Regions from separate parts of the Mus musculus genome. Here region 1 is linked to region 2. A link is a contact called in public HiChIP or PLAC-seq data. All regions are on one chromosome and are shown on one strand. The core of a region is the stretch at or near the end of the contact, and the rest is flanking DNA. Distances in the headings are between cores, read along the strand shown. Region 1 overlaps Gm16685 (predicted gene, 16685). Region 2 has its middle 52 kb from the start of 1700010I02Rik.

The links. HiChIP or PLAC-seq counts read pairs in DNA pulled down with a chosen protein or histone mark.
Region 1: an H3K27ac HiChIP or PLAC-seq map of embryonic stem cells shows a contact between it and region 2, with 6 times the contacts expected there. The contact joins two enhancer-like sites. A contact is called at or near these places in 6 of 484 Hi-C or Micro-C datasets (all in embryonic stem cells), 11 of 115 datasets of contacts at active chromatin or transcription factors (embryonic stem cells and stem cell-derived epiblast-like cells) and 1 of 9 other capture datasets (embryonic stem cells).

What each region holds. Positions count from the first base shown.
Region 1 is chr3:7,680,544-7,684,861 of GRCm38.p6, reverse strand. The region is part of intron 2 of Gm16685 (predicted gene, 16685); the gene reads right to left. Among named protein-coding and RNA genes, the nearest start is that of Il7, 69 kb to the right of the region's middle. Within about 2 kb of position 1,716, at least 11 of the 459 cell types and tissues checked have an H3K27ac peak or open chromatin away from gene starts, as enhancers often do. A contact at or near this core is called in embryonic stem cells and stem cell-derived epiblast-like cells, where this site is marked.
Region 2 is chr3:8,004,355-8,008,843 of GRCm38.p6, reverse strand. No RefSeq gene overlaps it. Among named protein-coding and RNA genes, the nearest start is that of 1700010I02Rik, 52 kb to the right of the region's middle. Within about 2 kb of position 2,008, at least 22 of the 459 cell types and tissues checked have an H3K27ac peak or open chromatin away from gene starts, as enhancers often do. A contact at or near this core is called in embryonic stem cells and stem cell-derived epiblast-like cells, where this site is marked.

The DNA.
Region 1 (4,318 bases), core at 467-2,966, 320 kb after region 2:
GTCCCAGCATTCTTGTTTGTGTATGGCTTTATTCACGACTCTATGTTCTTTTTGTAGTTTTCCTGCCCTTTACACATGAAGGAGAGGAAACCCTGTTCTCTCAGAAAAATAAATACTTTGTATTTTATCTACTATTATTTCCACAAGAAATGAGGGAATTGTTGCTACATTCTATGCTTGACAATGAGTTAATGGAGAAGACTAGGGTATCAAGTCTCTTCTCACTTCTCACCCCTCAGGTCATCAAGCATTAGAAACCGCACATACTGGGTTAAGGTTTGTACTATTGGCCTCAAGATCTTAGTTGCAACTTTTTTATGTCAGTATCCACATGTGCAAAGATGCTGAATCCAAAATGCAATAAATCCACTCATTTGATTTTTAGACTTTATTTCCCTAAATGAAATAAATGTGAGTAATATTAGTTACATAGGACCAACAAGAACAATAAAGTTGTATAGCTTTTTTTCTCAAAGGAAATTTGACCCGTCCAGCAGGTCCAGTTATTCGAGGATCTCGAGGGGACCTCCTCCTAATAACCAAATGGGGGGTAGAGAGAGACAAGGGTCTTGTACGAGTAACGACAGGGAAACCGTTCTGAAGTTGTATCAAGACCCCAATGTATTGAGAAAGGTCCAAGGTTTAAATGCACAAGCAAAAGGGGAAGTACAGATACTTATCAGTGGGAGGGGTAGGGCAATACAAGCAAAAGGAGAAGTACTTATGGGAGGGGGGGGCAATAGAAATTCTTTCTTTTGGCAGCTACACGGGGAAGCAGGAACTTGGTGGTATCAGGGTGTGGTCAGGACATCGGTGATGACCTAGGGCTAGAACATCCCGTGGTTCTCGGAATCCATGTGTTGGTGGCCCGCTTTTGACCCCCTTTTCTTCTCAGGGGGAGAGGCCCAATTCAGAGATCAAGAGTTGCCTTAATAGCTCCCAACAGAAATTAGAACACTTTACCAACATTATTGTCTCATTAATACCACATGTCTTTGAAAAATAAGAGCAGTGCATGTAGATGGAAGCTTATGAGCTGGGGGAGGCACACAGACCTGAAAATCATTTAGGTGCTAAGTAGACAAGATAATGTGTGTGAAACCTGGTGAGTGCCCTCTGTTCACTGCCTTCTACCTACTCCGAGTTTCTGTCTCAGGCTCCCACTCCTTTTACTGCCCCTCCCCCAGTCTTCTTTCTATAGTAGAAAAGCTTGAGACAAGATCATTTTGGTTGGATAAGGGGATATTTTGTTGTACCCCAAAGTATTCTGACTTTCTTGAAAAAATATCATGAAAACTTTTCTCATTGTTTAGTTGTTTCCCAGGAGCATGAGTATCTCCCATTTTTAGCAAACTCTTCAGAAGTAAGGACAAATAATTTCCCTTAGCATCTTTGTAGAGTTGGAAGAGTTTTGACTCTGGGATACTATAATGCCTGTATTTTGAGCTATTGGGTGAAGAAAAAAAAATCCACTAAGTGGAGAGATCAGACAATTTAATAGGGGTGAACATGTAGAGGCAGCTTGGCTATAAACTGATTAGTCTTGCAAGCCTGAGGACCTGAGGAACTGCCGCAGACCCTCTTGGTCTGCCTAGGACAGGTCTCTGGTTGCAGATGGACAAGGAGTCGGAGAATGACAGACAGATGGACAGACAGATGCAACACACAGAGGCAAGATACATACACCGAGTTACAGTGACACAATACAAAAGGAATGTATACATCAAAAGAAGGTGGGGACCAGGCACTGCTGTTTACCTCTAAGAAGGGTGCCAGGTGTAATGCTAGTCTATTGTTAAGCCCACCACCAGGGGTTCTTAGTAAATTCCTGATTTATGCTGTTTCTTTGAGCCTAGTGAAGAAACCTGTCTCAGGGGGATTCCCTAACTCTTTCATGGTGAACCCACCTATTCTCTAAGCCATTGTGAATTCCCTTGTCTGGGTAAGACTGGCTATTGTCCCAAGTAAACACTCTGCAGACCAGCCGTGAGCTATTCCAGCTCCGTTCTTTGTAATGCCTAATTAGTTTCATTGTCTCTACTAGAAGTAAATTTGAATGTTACTGAATAGATAACCTTCTCACTGCATTCCTACTGAGTTCCAAGTTTGTCGACTTCAAGGATTTTCTGGGAAGTTGGAACAATGGCGAAGGCTTAGCTATGTCAGAATTCACTCTTAAAAGGCACTTATAATAAAATAATACTGAAAGAGAGCACGTGGATCCACACACCAGACTAATTTGGGGATAGGGTATGAGTATACGGGTTATGAGAACACCAAAGTTCCAGGAGGTAAGTTTCCGTAAAACTCTTTGCCTTGTGAGTGCTCCCAGGCCTCTTGGCCTCCAAGCAAACTTCACTGGAGTGTGCATAGCAAGGACCCAGCATAAACATAAGAAGCCTACTCTGGTGGTTTGCTTTTGGGATCCTGAAGCTGGGGAACAGAGTCAGGTGGATCCCTGGGTCTCACTGGTCAGTCAGTTTAGTGTAATTTGTGTGTTTCCAACCAATGGAAGATTCAGTATCTACTCTCAATAGTGGTAGGTAGCACTTTAGAGTAATACTTAGGGTTTTCCTCTGGCCTCAACATGTACACTGACACACAGTCATGCAACTGCACACACAAAACCATGCACATAGACAGACAGACAGACAAACAGACAGGCACCCATTCACACACACACCAAAAAAATTTGAGACTTAGAATCCCAAGAATTCAAACTATAATTTACATGATAAACTCTCTGTATGCATGGCCTTTTTGTTGCCCCAAAGCCTTCCCTACACTATTTTCTAAATGTTGTAACTTAGCCCTGATGTATTATGGGTAAAACCTTACACCAATCCTTAGTGGAAATGTTAAGGGATGAAGAGTGTATCACCAGAGGCCACATGATAGTGATGAGTGCAAAAGTCTTTCCATTGAACAAGTCAGAGCGTATTGAAGTGAAGTCTGGTCTTTAATATTCATTTGACTTTTGCCCAGCAATACTCCTAAGTGGAGATTCCACATTCATTTCTAATACAGAGGAAATGTGTGCTTAACTTAAAAATATGGGGCTTATATTCTGAAGATACTGTAATGTGTGGCATTTTAAATACCTAAAGATAGAACAATGTATTTATAAGGGACAACCACAATGCCAGACTCTGCACAAGCTTTGAAACACTCAAAGTCAGTGCTACCTCACATAGTCAGACAAGCTAGTGAGCATTTAATTCCATGAGATAGTGAACCTGGGTTGTGTCTTTAGCAAAATAAGAATGATCTTCATCTTATTGAAGTCATGATGTCCAATCACTGGCTTTAATACCATCATTTTCATAGAAGTGGATACACACACAAATGAAGAATGGGTCACATCTGCCATTCAGAATGAATGGAAATAGAGTGAATAACTCTTGGCTTTAGGTTCAGCAATAGGTTCTAATTTGTAAGGACAGTACTATGAGGCACAAATTGGTATCAATAGGCTCAAATTATTAGACAAGAAGGCAAGAGCATTGCCACAATGTCACAAGATTGTTGGTTTTAAGGACGGAGGAACCAGAATAAGTATGATTGCATTTCCAAAGGCTGAAAAGATGCAGAACAATGTGATATTAAACAAAAGACAAGCTTGCCAGTTCCCTGGGAAATTTTCTCAACAGGGATATATATTACCCAGGAGCAAGTCCCCCCAGGGCTACAGCAAATGCTCAGGACTCATGTCATTTCATGGGAAATGCACAAAGCTGCTACAGGAGGTAGACAAGGGGACCTGCCAGACCTCCTGTCTCTAATCTCTGTGATTTAAAGGTTCTATGCTATTACCCAGCAAGAAGCACTGCTATTTAGCGATTCCATTTGTAAAATGACCCCACAGGTTTTTCTCTCATTGTTTCCACCTTTGCTGAACTCTCATTTTTTTTCCATCTTACTTAGTGAGACTCAAACAATAATACATGGCATCAGAGGGTTGGGAAGGTTGCTGAAGGACACCTAAATAGGAGTAAATGTTTGCTTGCTAGGAAAAAAATAAGAATGGGAAACTAGAAGAAAGTTGAAAAGGTCATCTTTGCTTGCAAGTGAGTTTTTCTGCATCTAAATGGGATTTTGATGTAGACACCACATTCCTCTAAGAAAAGCTATAGTTGAGTGCAGAAAACCTGCTCATTAATCTTTCTTTTGACAAGTCTAAGAAAAAAGCAAACAGAGGTGCTAATTTAACACCAGCTTATTGCACTTCTCAGGTTGTAAGTGAATTCTCTAAGGATGCAGAGGATATTGAACCCTTTGGATGACACTGAGCATCAACAAATTGTTAGACGCCTTTTAG
Region 2 (4,489 bases), core at 759-3,258:
TAGCAATCCTGCAGAATTTCCTATGGAAAAAGTACCCACCACAGGAAGACATCTCACTCTTGCCCCTCCTGATAGAATATCAGAGCAGGGAATTGGGATTGTGTAGGGTAGGTAGTGTGAGAATTATGAATTGCAGAACTTCTGGGCAATGACAACTCACAAAACACAAACACATAGGTACTCCTATACACACACACACACACACACACACACACACACACACACACAACACACACACACCAAGTCCTCTGCTTTTTCAGCTTCAATATCAATTGCTCTCTTTTTGAGCAATTGATATTGTTATCATTTAGAGATAATAAAATGTAAAATTATCTCCTTTCCTAGGAGACAATTTGAGAGACATGGACTGACAGTTGTTGCTCTTTGCCTTACTTCTCTTGAGGCAGAGTGAAATCTTAACCTTCAGTGTTAGTGGGAGATGAAAATTTTGGGAGGTGAAGATTTTTTTTTTCTGGATGAAGCCACTGCTATTGATTTGTGTTTGGTATTTGCTGATTAGACTGCACTGCCACTATGACTTGTGTTTTGATATCTTCAACTGGCTTGATATCTTAACAATGAAGATTGGAATTGCCCCAAAGAACTGCTACTAAAGAGGTTCAAAACTCCCATTTTCCATGAACCTTTCTTTTCCCATATCCTCTTGTAGGTGGGATAGAAGGTAGTTTGAAGTGTTAAAGAACCATAATTAAAGTAGGCTTTGTGTTTGGGACTGATAGTCTAAGTTCCAGAGAAATAGCTAGGTACTTCCACTATATGAGAACACAGGTAAAGGCATCATATACAATCTAGTTCTTATCAGACACTGAATCTGAGAATATCTTGAACCTTGCCTTCTCAACCTTGGGAACTAGGAAACAGGTTTTTGTTGTTTATAAGCTATGCAGGTTATAGAATTTCTCTGTGGCAGCTCAAATAGCCTAAAGTTTGTCAGAACACCAAAGCTCTAGCCATAGCTTTTTTTTCTGGGAATTACAGTCTTACGTTACTAGATTTCAGAGACATCCATATATTAACATTTACTAAGTATCTATTATAGAGAGAATGTCTTATGTATTGTAAGAATACATCACTTGTCTTTTATTTTTTCTTTGCTTTGTTTTTTATTGGTTATTTTAATTATTTACACTTCAAATGTAAATAATTACATTTCCCAGGTACCCCTCTACAAACCCCATACACCCTCCCCCATATCTCCTGCTTCTTTGAGGGTGCTCCCCCACCCATCTACCTACTCCTGTCTCGGGGCCCAACCATTGTCCTATGTTGGGTTATTGAGCCTTCAGAGGACCAAGGGACTCCCCTCTCACTGATGTCAGCTAAGGTAAACAATTCTCTGTTACATACACAGCTGGAGCCATGTGTCCCTCCATGTGCACTCTTTGGTTGGTAGCTCCCTGGGAGCTTTGAGGGAGTCTGGTTGGTTAATATTGTATTTCTTCCTATTGGGATGCAAACCCCTTCAGCTCCTTCAGTCCTTCCCCTAACTCCTCCATTGAGGTCCTTGTGCTCAGTTTCGTGATTTGCTGCTCAGAGCCACATTAGTTTGGCTCTGGCACAGACTCTCAGGGGACAGCTATACCACGCTCCTGTCAGCAAATGTTTCTTGGCATCAGCCATAGTGTCTGGGTTTGGTGTCTGCAGATGAGATAAATCCCTAGGTGGAGCAGTCTCTGGATGGCTTTTACTTCAGTGTTGCGTCTGGCCAGCAGCTCACATGCCTGGGTTCTAGTCTGGAAAGGCATCTTGGAAACCTGGAAGAGAAGAAGGGGGGCTAGGCAGCACGAGAGAAAGACAGAACCAAGACAATCAGTCTGATCAAGGTTTGATTTTACCATTTCCGACACTGGGTTATGAAACAGGGGAAGGGGGCCAATTCCCCGCCAAATCATCCTGGAGTAAAGTTTCAAGTGACCACGTGATAGCTCCGAACAGCTAGGCAGCGGGCAGTAGAAGTGGGCGTGACAGGGTGGCAGGCCCCACCCTGATGCTTTCTTTGTGCTAACAGTGAAACTTGATCAGCCAGGTTTCAGGCTGGGGAGGGGGGTTACATCTCCTCCCTGTTGTTAATATAAAAAAGAAAAGGCTGGCCTGAGGCATAAAATTTATTTATACTCTATAGTTCTGCCTGAATTTTAGGACCTAAAGAAGAAACCTGTCTCAGTGGGATTTCTTAACTTTTCTTAAGGTAAACCATATCTGGATAAGACTGTCCTAGTAAACATCTAGCAGACTAGCCCTGATCTGTTGGCTCGGTCTTTTTTATAATGCTAATTAGTTACTGAATAGGTAACTTCCTAGTTGAATTCTAAGTAATCAGTTACTCAGTCTTTCTTGGACTTTGGAACACTGGCTTAACTATGTCAAGATTCAAATTTAAAAGGCACTATAGTAACATAACTGTAAAGGAGAGCACATGGATCCATACACCAGACAAACTCGGGGATAGGGTAAGAGTGTGCGGGTTAATGAGAACGCCAAGGCTCCAGGAGGTGAGCTTCTGTGAAACTCTTGCCTCACGAGTGCTTTCTAGGCTTCTTAGCCTGTCAAGCAGACTTCACCGGAGTATGCGTGGCATTCCCCCTGTACTTTTATTATTTAGCTGAAGTTCTAGGATGTCCCGCCTCGTCGTAGCTACAGATTTTAGGAGTGCTCTAAAGATGAGTGGAAACACAATGATTACTAATAAAATAGTGCCAATAATTATAGCAAATAGGATTATATATTGAACCCAATCTAGGGGATTCAATGTATTTAGGTTATTTTTAAATCTATGGCCAATTCATCAATGTTCCAAGTGTCCAAGTGACTATTGCTAATATCTGAAATTTCTGCCTTTTTAGCTCTAATAGAAAACCTAAATCTCAAATCAGACCTAAAGCCACAACATATGCAGGAATGTCTTTAGAATGAAAATAGCAGCTGCCACCTGAATGCTCTTGGGGGCGGGGATGTACGAATACTGCAGTCAGGCTGAAGGTGTTGATTGACCTGCTTGAAAGACAAAATCTTAGACAGTGAGAGTAACATCACAAAGCTTCTTTTGGGGAAGTCCAGGTACTTTATTCAGTTGCAAATTAGCAAGGCTCAAGCTCAGTCTCCAGGCTGGTTTTAGAATTAGTGAAAAGGCCAGAGATTCTCTGGAAGTGGGGGCTGTGCTCAGAATTAACTTTGCTAGACAATTAAGAATATTAGTTATCTACAATAGGAATCTCTAATATTGGGCTAAATATTAGACCAGCCTAAGATTGAGTTAGAAATTTTTTAAAATTTATTGGATATTCTATTTATTTACATTTCAAATGTTACCATATTTCTCAGCTTCCCTTCTGAAAGTCCCCTACCCCATCCTCCCTACCCTGCTTCTATGAGGGTGCTCACCTACCCACCCACCGACTCCTACTTCCCCACCCTGGCATTCTCCTACACTGGGAGATCCTTCACAGGGCCAAGGGTCTCTCCTCTCATTGATGTCTGACAAGGCCATTCTCTGCTACATATGCAGCTAGAGCCATGGGTCCCTCCATGTGTACTCTTTGGTTGATGGTTTAGTTCCTGGGAACTCTGGGGGTTCTGGTTGGTTGATATTGTTGTTCTTCATATGGGTTACAAACCCCTTCAGCTCCTTCAGTCCTTTCTCTAACTCCTTCATTGGGCACCCCATGGAATGGTTAGCTATGAGCGTCTATGTCTGTATTTGCCAAGCTCTGGTAGAGCTTCTCAGGGAACAGCTCTATCAGGCTCCTAGCAGCAAGTGCTTCCTGGAATCTGCAATAGTGTCTGGGTTTGGTGTCTGAATATGGGCTGGATTCTCAAGTGGGGCAGTCTCTAGATGGCCTTTCCTTCAGTATCTGCTCCACAATTTGCCACCGCATTTCCTCCCATGAGTGAAGTATAGCAAAGAAACTGAGGATTCATTCTCCCATTATCCCAAGGGATGATCACAGCAGTGGGTGAGAAGGAGGAACCAGATCCATGTTACACACAGGACGAATGCAGCCAGTGTATCAGCAGATGGCAAAACTCAGGGAGATTTCACAGATACCACAGCTGTGGGATAAACCACTTTGGTTTCTTGCAAAATTGGAATAGCAGGTTGGTTCAATCCTGTCCTATGGGAATTAATGTTCTGGGCTTATAGCATGCAAAAATGCCTAGGTTGGTTGCTGAGGCCAGAATCAGGCAGAAGCCTGAAATGCCTCTTCCTGTAAAGTAAGGGGCAGGGGCCCAAGCAGAGCCCAGCATCTGAGCTAAAACAGAGCTGTATCTATTATTACAGTATCTCCACAAGTTTTGCCATCTGCTGATACACTGGCTGCACTCATCCTGTGTGTAACATGGATCTGGTTCCTCCTTCTCACCCACTGCTGTGATCTGCCCTTGGGAGAATCCTCAGTTTCTGTGCTCTAATTTACAGGACACAGAGACAGGCAGATCTCTGTGAATTCTAGACTAGCCTGGTCTACAT